Regions from separate parts of the Pan troglodytes genome. Here region 1 is linked to region 2. Evidence: chromatin contacts called from public capture Hi-C data. All regions are on one chromosome and are shown on one strand. The core of a region is the stretch at or near the end of the contact, and the rest is flanking DNA. Distances in the headings are between cores, read along the strand shown.

Region 1 (4,949 bases), core at 375-2,874, 200 kb after region 2:
ATTAGAAAAGAGAAAATGTGGGCCGGGCGCGGTGGCTCACGCCTGTAATCCCAGCACTTTGGGAGGCCGAGGCGGGCGGATCACGAGGTCAGGAGATCGAGACCATCCTGGGTAACACGGTGAAACCCCGTCTCTACTAAAAATACAAAAAAACTAGCTGGGCGTGGTGGCGGGCACCTGTAGTCCCAGCTACTCAGGAGGCTGAGGCAGGAGAATGGCATGAACCTGGGAGGTGGAGTTTGCAGTGAGCCAAGATCACACCACTGCACTCCAGCCTGGGCGACAGAGACTCCATCTCAAAAAAAAAAAAAAGAAAAGAAAAGAGAAAATGTGGCTGGGCGCGGTGGCTCACGCCTGTAATCTCAGCACTTTGGGAGGCTGAGGTGGGCAGATCACCTGAGGTCGAGAGTTCGAAACCAGCCCGACCAACATGGAGAAACCTTGTCTCTACTAAAAATACAAAATTAGCCAGGTGTGTTGGCGCATGCCTGTAATCCCAGCTACACGGGAGGCTGAGGCAGGAGAATCACTTGAACTCAGGAGGTGGAGGTTGTGGTGAGCCGAGATCGCACCATTGCACTCCAGCCTGGGCAATAAGAGCGAAACTATCTCAAAAAAAAAAAAAAAAAAAGAAAAAGAAAAAGAAAAGATAAAATGCATTCTTATTTTTAGTTGATGTAATTATGTGGAAATTTCATGAGAATGCACTGGAAAATAATGAAATAAGGGAGTTGACGAAGGTGGTAGGTTTAATAAGTACATATGCAATATGAAACATAGGTTCCCCTTCCTATGGGGAGGCAACCAACTGTGCCTGCTACGCAGAGGTGTTATGTTGCGCTGATCAACTGTAACGGAATAGTTTAAAGAAATGCCCAGGAGCACAGAGGTTTTTTCATGACAGTAAATAACAGGTGGTCAAAGTAGGCTTTTTGAAGAAACACAGAGCCTATTTTATTAACAACAGTCTGTGTTCTTACAGAGACTCTGGGGACGTTGCAGCTCTCAGAGGGTAAGTTCAGCCTAGAGGCTTCCTTTTGTTCCGTTTAACCTAACTTCATCCTCCGGCTACTTGGTCACCTACATAGTTGATTGTTCCCCTGTGATTCAGATCCCGGAAATTTAACATTCTGGGCACAAACACAAAAGTGATGAACATGGAAGAATCCAACAACGGCAGCCTCTCTGCAGAATTCAAACACTTGGTATGTGGGAGGAGCTCCCCTTCACAAAGGGCCTCTGGCTGCGGGAGAGGGCTGGGGAGAGCCTCACAGGACACCTGCCTTTTTCTTTTCTTACAGACCCTGAGGGAGCAGAGATGTGGGAATGGGGGCCGAGCCAATTGTGATGTAAGTTTTGTTGGGGATGAAAGACAACTGGGGTGTTTTCCTTGAGGGAGAGAGGGGTAAAGATCCTTCTTAATCCCCAGAATTAGAAACATCAACCTGTTCTTTCAGCTGTAGTTATTCCAAAAAGTCACTTCAGGCCAAAGTGACATGAACAGAAGTTCCATGTGCCATGGAGCTCTCTGGCTTGGAACATTTCCGTGAATATCTGGGAGTTGGCTCCTCCTTAAGGAGAAGTGGAAAGTCCCTTGCTGAGTTGTTCTCCACACCCATGTGGTATAAAGCAGCTTTCCACCTTGCCTGGGGCTTTCCAAATTCCCCATCCAGCTCCTGCAGCTGACCCTGCTTGGCTCCATTTTTAGTGCCCTGTTTTTCTCTCCCACTGAGGTGGGATAGAGGGTGTAAAAGCAACAGATTTGAGTTAAACTTTAAAATAAATGACCACCTTGCATTAGCTTGCTTAGGAAAAGAGTACATAAAATAAAATGAACAAACAAAAACCCATCTTGTTCTTTATCCCCGTTATTTTCTGCTTTTCATTGATTCAGATTATTGGATTCTTATTGTCAAGAATAAACTTTAAACAAACAAACGAAAAAAGGTAAATGTGACGGAAAGCTAGTTTTCAGTCATTTTTAAAAATTATGATGCCCCGTTCTTTTTCTTACATTTGTCCCCTGAACAATTCTTCCTCTTTAAAATGTAGCAGTCCTAGCTGGGCGTGCTGGCTCACACCCCATACTTTGGGATGCCAAGGCAGGCTGGTCACTTGAGGTCAGGAGTTCAAGACCAGCCTGGCCAACATGGTGAAAGCCCGTCTCTACTAAAGATACAAAAATTAGCTGGGTGTGGTGGTGCACGCCTGTAGTCCCAGTTACTGGGGAGGCTGAGGCATGAGAATCGCTTGAACCTGAGAGGTGGAGCTTGCAGTGAGCCAAGATTTTGCCACTGCACTCTAGCCTGGGCAACAGAGTGAAACTCTGTCTCAAAAAAATAAATAAAATAAAATGTAGCAGTCCTTTTAAAAAATGTGGAATTTTACTTGACAGTAGAGTGAAGTAGCCTGTATGCAATGATATGCAAAAATGTACATGACATATTTAGAAAAAGCAAAATGTAAAATAATTTGAATAGTATTATTAGTATATGTGTTTTAAAAATACACTATACTCTTATGTGTATTCATATGTATATTAAGAAATTCTGGAGGAATATACCAGCAGTGCTATGTGCATTAGTGCTGCTGCTGGTATCCATGGCTATTCTAGACTGTCTCTGTGATATTTGCATTTTAAACTGAATATATTTCCTTTATTATCAGAAAAATAGTATTAAAAATGAATTATAATTCAATTTCTTTTTTCTTTTTTCTTTTTTTTTTTTTGAGTCGGAGTCTCGTTCTATCGGATTGCAGTGGTGCGATCTCAGCTCACTGCAACCTCTGCCTCCTAGGTTCAAGCGATTCTCCTGTCTCAGCCTCCCAAGTAGCTGGGACGATAGGTGCATGCCACCACGCCTGGCTAATTTTTGCATTTTTAGTAGAGACAGGGTTTCACCATATTGGTCAGGCTGGTCTTGAACTCCTGACCTCGTGATCCACCCATCTCGGCCTCCGAAAGTGCTGGGATTACAGGCATGAGCCGCTGTGCCCAGACTAGAATTCAATTTTTGAGAATTCATTGACAACTCTTACTTAAAATAAGGTTGCTATACTGATGTGAGACATTGTTATAGTCAGTTTGGAAAACAATTTGGCAGTATAAAAATGAACATACCTGTAAACCAACGGTGCCATTCCCAGGATTTAATAGCAGAGAAATCTTTGCATATATGTCCCAGGAGACATGTATAAAGTGGACATCAGCCTGATTATAAGTTCTAAATGCAACCCAAATAAATACCCATCAACATTAGAATGAATACATTATTTGTGGTATAGACACAATGGAATACTCCGCAGCTGTGAAAAGGAATACACTGCAGATACACATAACCATGTGGATTCATTTCACATCAAGTGAAAAGTGAATCCCAAAAGAATTCATTGGAGTCCATATGTGTAAGGTTCACAAACGTCCCAAACTAAACAATACCTGCATTGCTTAGATAAACAAATATGGTAAAACTGTAACAAAACAAAACAAAAAGGGCTAGGAAATGATAAACCCAAAAGACAAAATAGCAGTTATTTCTGAGGGAGGAGGGAAGGGGATGGGGTTGGGGAAGGGCACCCAGAGAATTTTAGGAGTGATGGACTTTTCCTTAAATTGAATGGTGGGTTCATATTGTTTTGTTATTCTTTGTGCCTTACGTATTTTACAAATAACCAATTGGATCTATGTAATATTATAATACAAACTGAGTAAAGGATTAGGTTGAGGATCACAGCATTGGAAGTTCTTGGTGTTGAAGAGAGTAAGTGCCGAGCAAGTTGTGTCCCTGCCAGTTTGTTTGTGACCACCTGGTGGCTTACCCTTCTTGGTGTGGTGAGGCTTGGCATGTCACTTTCCTTGGCTGTGGCTGTTAGTACTGAATGCCATTCTCTCTGAGGAAAAGCGTCCTTCTCTTTTTTATTGATTGACTGATTGATTGAGACAGAGTCTCACTCTGTCACCCAGGCTGGAGTGCAGTGGCGTGATCTCAGCTCACTGCATCCTCTGCCTCCTGGGTTCAAGCGATTCTCCTGCCTCAGCCTCCTGAGTAGCTGGGACTACAGGCACCCACTACCACGCCCAGCTAATTTTTGTATTCTTAGTAGAAACGGGGTTTCACCAAATTATTGGCCAGGCTGGTCTTGAACTCCTGACCATGTGATCCACCTGCCTTGGCCTCCCAAAGTGCTGGGATTGTAGGTGTGAGCCATCACGCTCAGCCTTTTAATTTTTTTTTATTTAATTTTTTTTAAGACAGGGTCTCACTCTGTCACCCCAGCTAGAGTGCAGTGGCACAATCATAGCTCGCTGCAGCCTCCATCTCCTAGGCTCAAGCCATCCTCCCACCTCAGCCTCTCGAGTAGCTGGGGCTATAGGTGTGCACCACCACACCCAGCTAATTTTTGTATTTTTTGCAGAGATGGAGTTTTGCTGTGCTGCTTAGACTGGTCTCGAACTCCTGGGCTCAGGCAATCCTCCTGCCTTGGCCTCCCAAAGTGCTGGGATTACAGGCATGAGCCACCACACCTGGCCTAAGAGTGTCCTTCTTGTTACTGTAGGCTTCCCTGATTGTGACTGAGGAGCTGCACCTGATCACCTTTGAGACCGAGGTGTATCACCAAGGCCTCAAGATTGACCTAGAGGTAAGTTCTGCAGCAGAATCGGTGAGAGGCTACGTACAGGGGTGACTCAGGACAAAAACTTCCACTGGGATTTTTACAAGAGAAGGTGGAATGATTACTGTTTGCTTAACACTGTGTTTATTTTTGCTTACTTTTCTCCAAAAAAATCCTTGGCATCCCATCTGGCAATAAAGTCTTGCTTGAGTGCTTAGAAGATGTGTGTATATTCAGCTTTCAGCAAACTTGATATGAAAATCTCTATTTAGAAATTGATTGGCCGGGCGTGGTGGCTCACGCCTGTAATCCCAGCACTTTGGGAGGCTGAGGCG
Region 2 (4,528 bases), core at 1,082-3,581:
TCTCTGCTCACTGCAAGCTCCGCCTCCCGGGTTCATGCCATTCTCCTGCCTCAGCCTCCCGAGTAGCTGGGACTACAGGCGCCCCGCCACCACGCCCAGCTAATTTTTTGTATTTTTAGTAGAGACGAGGTTTCACCATGTTAGCCAGGATGGTCTCGATCTCCTAACCTCGTGATCCACCCGCCTCGGCCTCCCAAGGTGCTGGGATTACAGGTGTGAGCCACTGCGCCTGGTGGATTGCTCCTTATCTAAATTGCTCAGATAAGAACTTTTTGTCTTGGGGGGGTGACTTTTGCTCTCCTCACCTTTCTTTGGGTCTAGATTGGGACCCCTTTCCAGTAACAATTTTACAGATTGGGAAACAGAGCCAGAGACAGGAAGTGAGTTGGGCAAGATCAATAACTAGTAAGGAAAGCAGCTCTGGGCTAGAATCGGGAACTCCTGACTCCCAGAGCAGGGTTCTTGCTGCTCTTCCCCAGGAAATGCAACTTGTCAGGCTGCCTATCTGATCGGGGAGGGCTTAAGTAAGGTTGCTCCGGGGCTGGGAGTGGCCCAGTCTCTAGAAGGACTGCACTAGGTGTGCTAGATGTGGTGGCTCACACCTGTAGTCACAGCACTTAGGGAGGCTGAGGCAGGTGGAACACTTGAGTCCAGGAGTTTGAGACCAGCCTGGGTAACATGGAAAAACCCTGTCTCTACAAAAATCATCTGGGCACAGAGGCCTGTGTTTGTGGTCCCAGCTAGCTCCTCAGTAGGCTGAGGTGGGAGGATGGCTTGAGCCCAGGGGTTTGAGGCTGCAGTGAGCCATGATCACACCACTGCACTCCAAGCCAGGCAACTGTTGGGAACAAGCCCCCCAAAATCAGGCCATAAACCGGCCCCAAAACTGGCCATAAACAAAATCTCTGCAGCACTTGACATGTTCAGGATGGACATAACGCCCACGCTGGAAGGCTGTCAGTTTACCAGAATGAGGGCAAGGAACACGTGGCCTGCCCAGGGTGGAAAACTGCTTAAAGGCATTCTTAAGCCATAAACAATAGCATGAACGATCTGTGCCTTAAGGACATGCTCCTGCTGCAGTTAACTAGCCCAACCTATTCCTTTAATTGCCCATCCCTTCGTTTCCCATAAAGGATACTTTTAGTTAATTTAATATCTATAGAAACAATGCTAATGACTGGCTTGCTGTTAATAAATATGTGGGTAAATCTCTGTTCAGGGATCTCAGCTCTGAAGGCTGTGAGACCCCTGATTTCCCACTTCACACCTCTATATTTCTGTATGTGTGTCTTTAATTCCTCTAGCGCCGCTGGGTTACGGTCTCTCTGACCCAGCTGGTCTCGGCAGCAACAAAGCAAGACCCCGACTTAAAAAAAAAAAAAAAAGTCTAGCCCGTTGCGGCGGCCCCTGATCCTAGGAGGTTGAGGCAGGCGGATCACTTGAATCTAGGAGTCCGAGACCAGCCTAGGCAACATGGCAAAACCCCTTCTCTACAAAAAATACAAAGATTAGCCCGGCATGGTGGCATGCACCTGTGGTCTCAGCTACTAGGGAGGTCGAGAGGGGAGGATCGCTTGAGCCTGGGAGGTCGAGGCTGCAGTGAGTCCAGATGGCACCACAGCACTGCAGGCCAGGCCACAGAGTGACAGAGCAAGATAACACATTATCATCTGTTTGTTTGCTTTTTTTTTAAGGCTCTGTAAACAGTGGTTGTGGGAGGGAGGGGGAGAGTCACACTGTGAGTGAAAGCCTTTATTTATTTATTTATTTATTTATTTATTTGATAATAGGCCCTTTAGTACTGTTTGATCGCCTTTTTTTTTTTTTTTTTTTTGAGATGGAGTCTGGCTCTGTCCCCCATGGCTGGAGTGCAGTGGCGCCATCTCCTGTCTCAGCCTCCAGAGTAGCTGGGACTACTGTCATGCATTGGCTGGCTAATTTTTGTATTTTTAGTAGAGACGGGGTTTTGCCTGGCTAATTTTTGTATTTTTAGTAGAGACGGGGTTTCGCCAGGCTGGTCTTGAACTCCTGACCTCAGGTGATCCACCCGCCTTGGCCTCCCAAAGTGCTGGTATTACAGGCATGAGCCACTGCGCCTAGCCTGAGTTGTGACACAACTCATTACTTTTCCAGTAGTGTGTGTGAAGCAAGTTGGCTGGGCTCTCTGCGTGCTCTCCAGCCCATCTCATCTTTTGCTCCTGGCTAGCCTACCCCTCTGCTCATGTGCTCCAGAATACCCCAGGATTGCTTCGTCTCTGCCCGTCTAATCCAGTTGCCTGCCTATCACACAGCCCAGCTCAGATCCCGGCCCACCTTGCCAAAGGATGAATGAGTACTTCCCTATCTGGCCACCAGAGAGCAGCCTACACCTAGGACATGCCTTGGGTAGGCTGAGACGTTGAAGAGGCAGGCCACTTTGATCTGAAATGCTGAGGCTGCCAGCTGGCTTTGAGGTCCAATGCCCCCTCTACCCAAGGTTCCTGGGGCAGAAAGAAGTACAGTCCCATCCAGTGAAGGTGGTGATAGACTTGTCCCCTATCTCTACAAAGCTTGGGACTCCCCAGGCCAAGCATGCCAAGGCCACCCTCTCCCACACTGGTTCTAGGACCTCAAGATGAGGGGCATTTCCTGGACCGGGGCACAGACTCATCAGACAGATGTCTGGGGTCCTGGGGTTCCACAAGAGGGGGATCAGGGTAAAGGCACATCTCTTAAAAACAGGAGCAGCCGGGCGCGGTGGCTCATGCCTGCAATCCCAGCACTTTGGGAGGCCAAGGCGGGCGGATCACGAGGTCAGGAGATCGAGACCATCCTGGCTAACACGGTGAAACCCCGTCTCTACTAAAAATACAAAAAATTAGCCAGGCGTGGTGGCGGGCGCCTGTAGTCCCAGCTACTCAGGAGGCTGAGGCAGGAGAATGGCATGAACCCGGGAGGCGGAGCTTGCAGTGAGCTGACATTGCGCCACTGCACTCCAGACTGGGTGTCAGAGCGAGACTCTGTCTCAAAAAAACAAAAAACAAAAAACAGACAAACAACAACAAAAAAAACAGAAGCAAATGGCCAGGCGCAGTGGCTCACGCCTGTAATCCCAGCACTTGGGAGGCCAAGGTGGGTGGATCACTTGAGGTCAGGAGTTACAGACCAGCCTGGCCAACGTGGCGAAATCCCATCTCTACTAAAAATACAAGAAATTAGCCGGGCTTGGTGGCAGGCGCCTGTAGTCCCAGCAACTTGGGAGGCTGAGGCAAGAGAATCGCTTGAACCCGGAAGGCAGAGGTTGCAGTGAGCCAAGGTCGCACTGTTGGACTCCAGCCTGGGCAACAAGAGCAAAACTCCGTCTCAAACAAAACAAAACCAAGCAAAACAAAACAAAAACAATAAAAACCCCAGGAACAAGTGGATGCAGCCATCCTGTTCCCCACCCCCTACCACAGGGCTCTGGGACTTCCTGCACACTCCACAGCTCAGTCTTGGTCAGCCCATCTTTAGCTGGAAGCAGCCCAAGGCCACTAGATTCTGAGAACTCAGTCTAGCCAAGGACTCACTGGCCCTGCTTCCTCCCAGTTCATCAGAGAGACATGGGAGGAATTTCTTCCCAAGGAAGTCCTAGGCCACTCCCACTTTATTCAGATTATATGCCATAAAATTTACTAATGTAAGGCTGGGCGCGGTGGCTCACGCCTGTAATCCCAGCACTTTGGAAGGCCAAGGCGGGCAGATCACGTGAGGTCAGGAGTTCGAGACCAGCCTGGCCAACATGGCCAAACCCCGTCTCTACTAAAAATACAAAAATTAGGGTGTGGTGCCCCATGCCAATAATCCCAACTACTCAGGAGGCTGAGGCAGGAGAATCGCTTGAACCCGGGAGGCAGAGGTTGCAGTGAGTGAAGATCGTGCCATTGCACTCCAGCCTGGGCAACAAGAGTGAAACTCCATCTCAGGAAAAAAAAAAAATTAGCCAGGTGTGGTGGTGCGTGCCTGTAATCCTGGCTACTCAGGAGGCTGAGGTGGGAGAATCCTTTGAACTTGGGAGGCAGAGGTTGCAGTGAGCCAAGATTGTGCCACTGTACTCCAGCCTGGGCAACAGAGCAAGACTCCATCTCAAAAAAAAAATTTACCAATGTAAAGTGTACAATTCAATGGGTTTTAGTATATTCACATAATTTTGCAGCCATCAGCAGCCTAACTTTACATTTTCATCATTCAAAAAGAAACTCCATACTCCTTGGGAGTCACTCCCCATCGTAACTCTCTCCCCAGCCCCATCTGGCAGCCAGCTCCTGGTATCCACCAAATCTGTGTCTATGGGTTTGTCTATTCTAGACATTCCAGATACACGGAATCATAAATTGTTGGTCTTCTGTGGCTGGTTTTTGAGGTCCATTCATGTTGTAGCATGCATCAGTACCTCATTCTTGTTAATTGTAGAATAATATCCATCATGCCCATCCCACCTTTTATGGATCCATTTATCAGCTGGTGGACACCGGGCTGTTTCCATTTTGGGGCTATTATGAATAAT

What was found. Capture Hi-C pulls out chosen DNA fragments and counts their contacts.
Region 1: a contact with region 2 is called in a capture Hi-C map of stem cell-derived neural stem cells, with 7 times the contacts expected there. The contact joins two enhancer-like sites. A contact is called at or near these places in 3 of 7 Hi-C or Micro-C datasets (blood, a lymphoblastoid cell line and stem cell-derived neural progenitor cells), 1 of 1 datasets of contacts at active chromatin or transcription factors (stem cell-derived excitatory neurons) and 1 of 1 other capture datasets (stem cell-derived neural stem cells).

What each region holds. Positions count from the first base shown.
Region 1 is chr19:25,814,212-25,819,160 of NHGRI_mPanTro3-v2.0_pri, forward strand. STAT3 (signal transducer and activator of transcription 3) reads left to right here. Exons shown (of 24, transcript XM_001165480.8): 12 at 983-1,012; 13 at 1,112-1,205; 14 at 1,302-1,349; 15 at 4,558-4,641. Among named protein-coding and RNA genes, the nearest start is that of STAT5A, 40 kb to the right of the region's middle. Within about 2 kb of position 1,625, at least 12 of the 24 cell types and tissues checked have an H3K27ac peak or open chromatin away from gene starts, as enhancers often do. A contact at or near this core is called in stem cell-derived neural progenitor cells and stem cell-derived neural stem cells, where this site is marked.
Region 2 is chr19:25,614,315-25,618,842 of NHGRI_mPanTro3-v2.0_pri, forward strand. No RefSeq gene overlaps it. Among named protein-coding and RNA genes, the nearest start is that of NAGLU, 8.7 kb to the left of the region's middle. Within about 2 kb of position 2,332, at least 3 of the 24 cell types and tissues checked have an H3K27ac peak or open chromatin away from gene starts, as enhancers often do. A contact at or near this core is called in stem cell-derived neural progenitor cells and stem cell-derived neural stem cells, where this site is marked.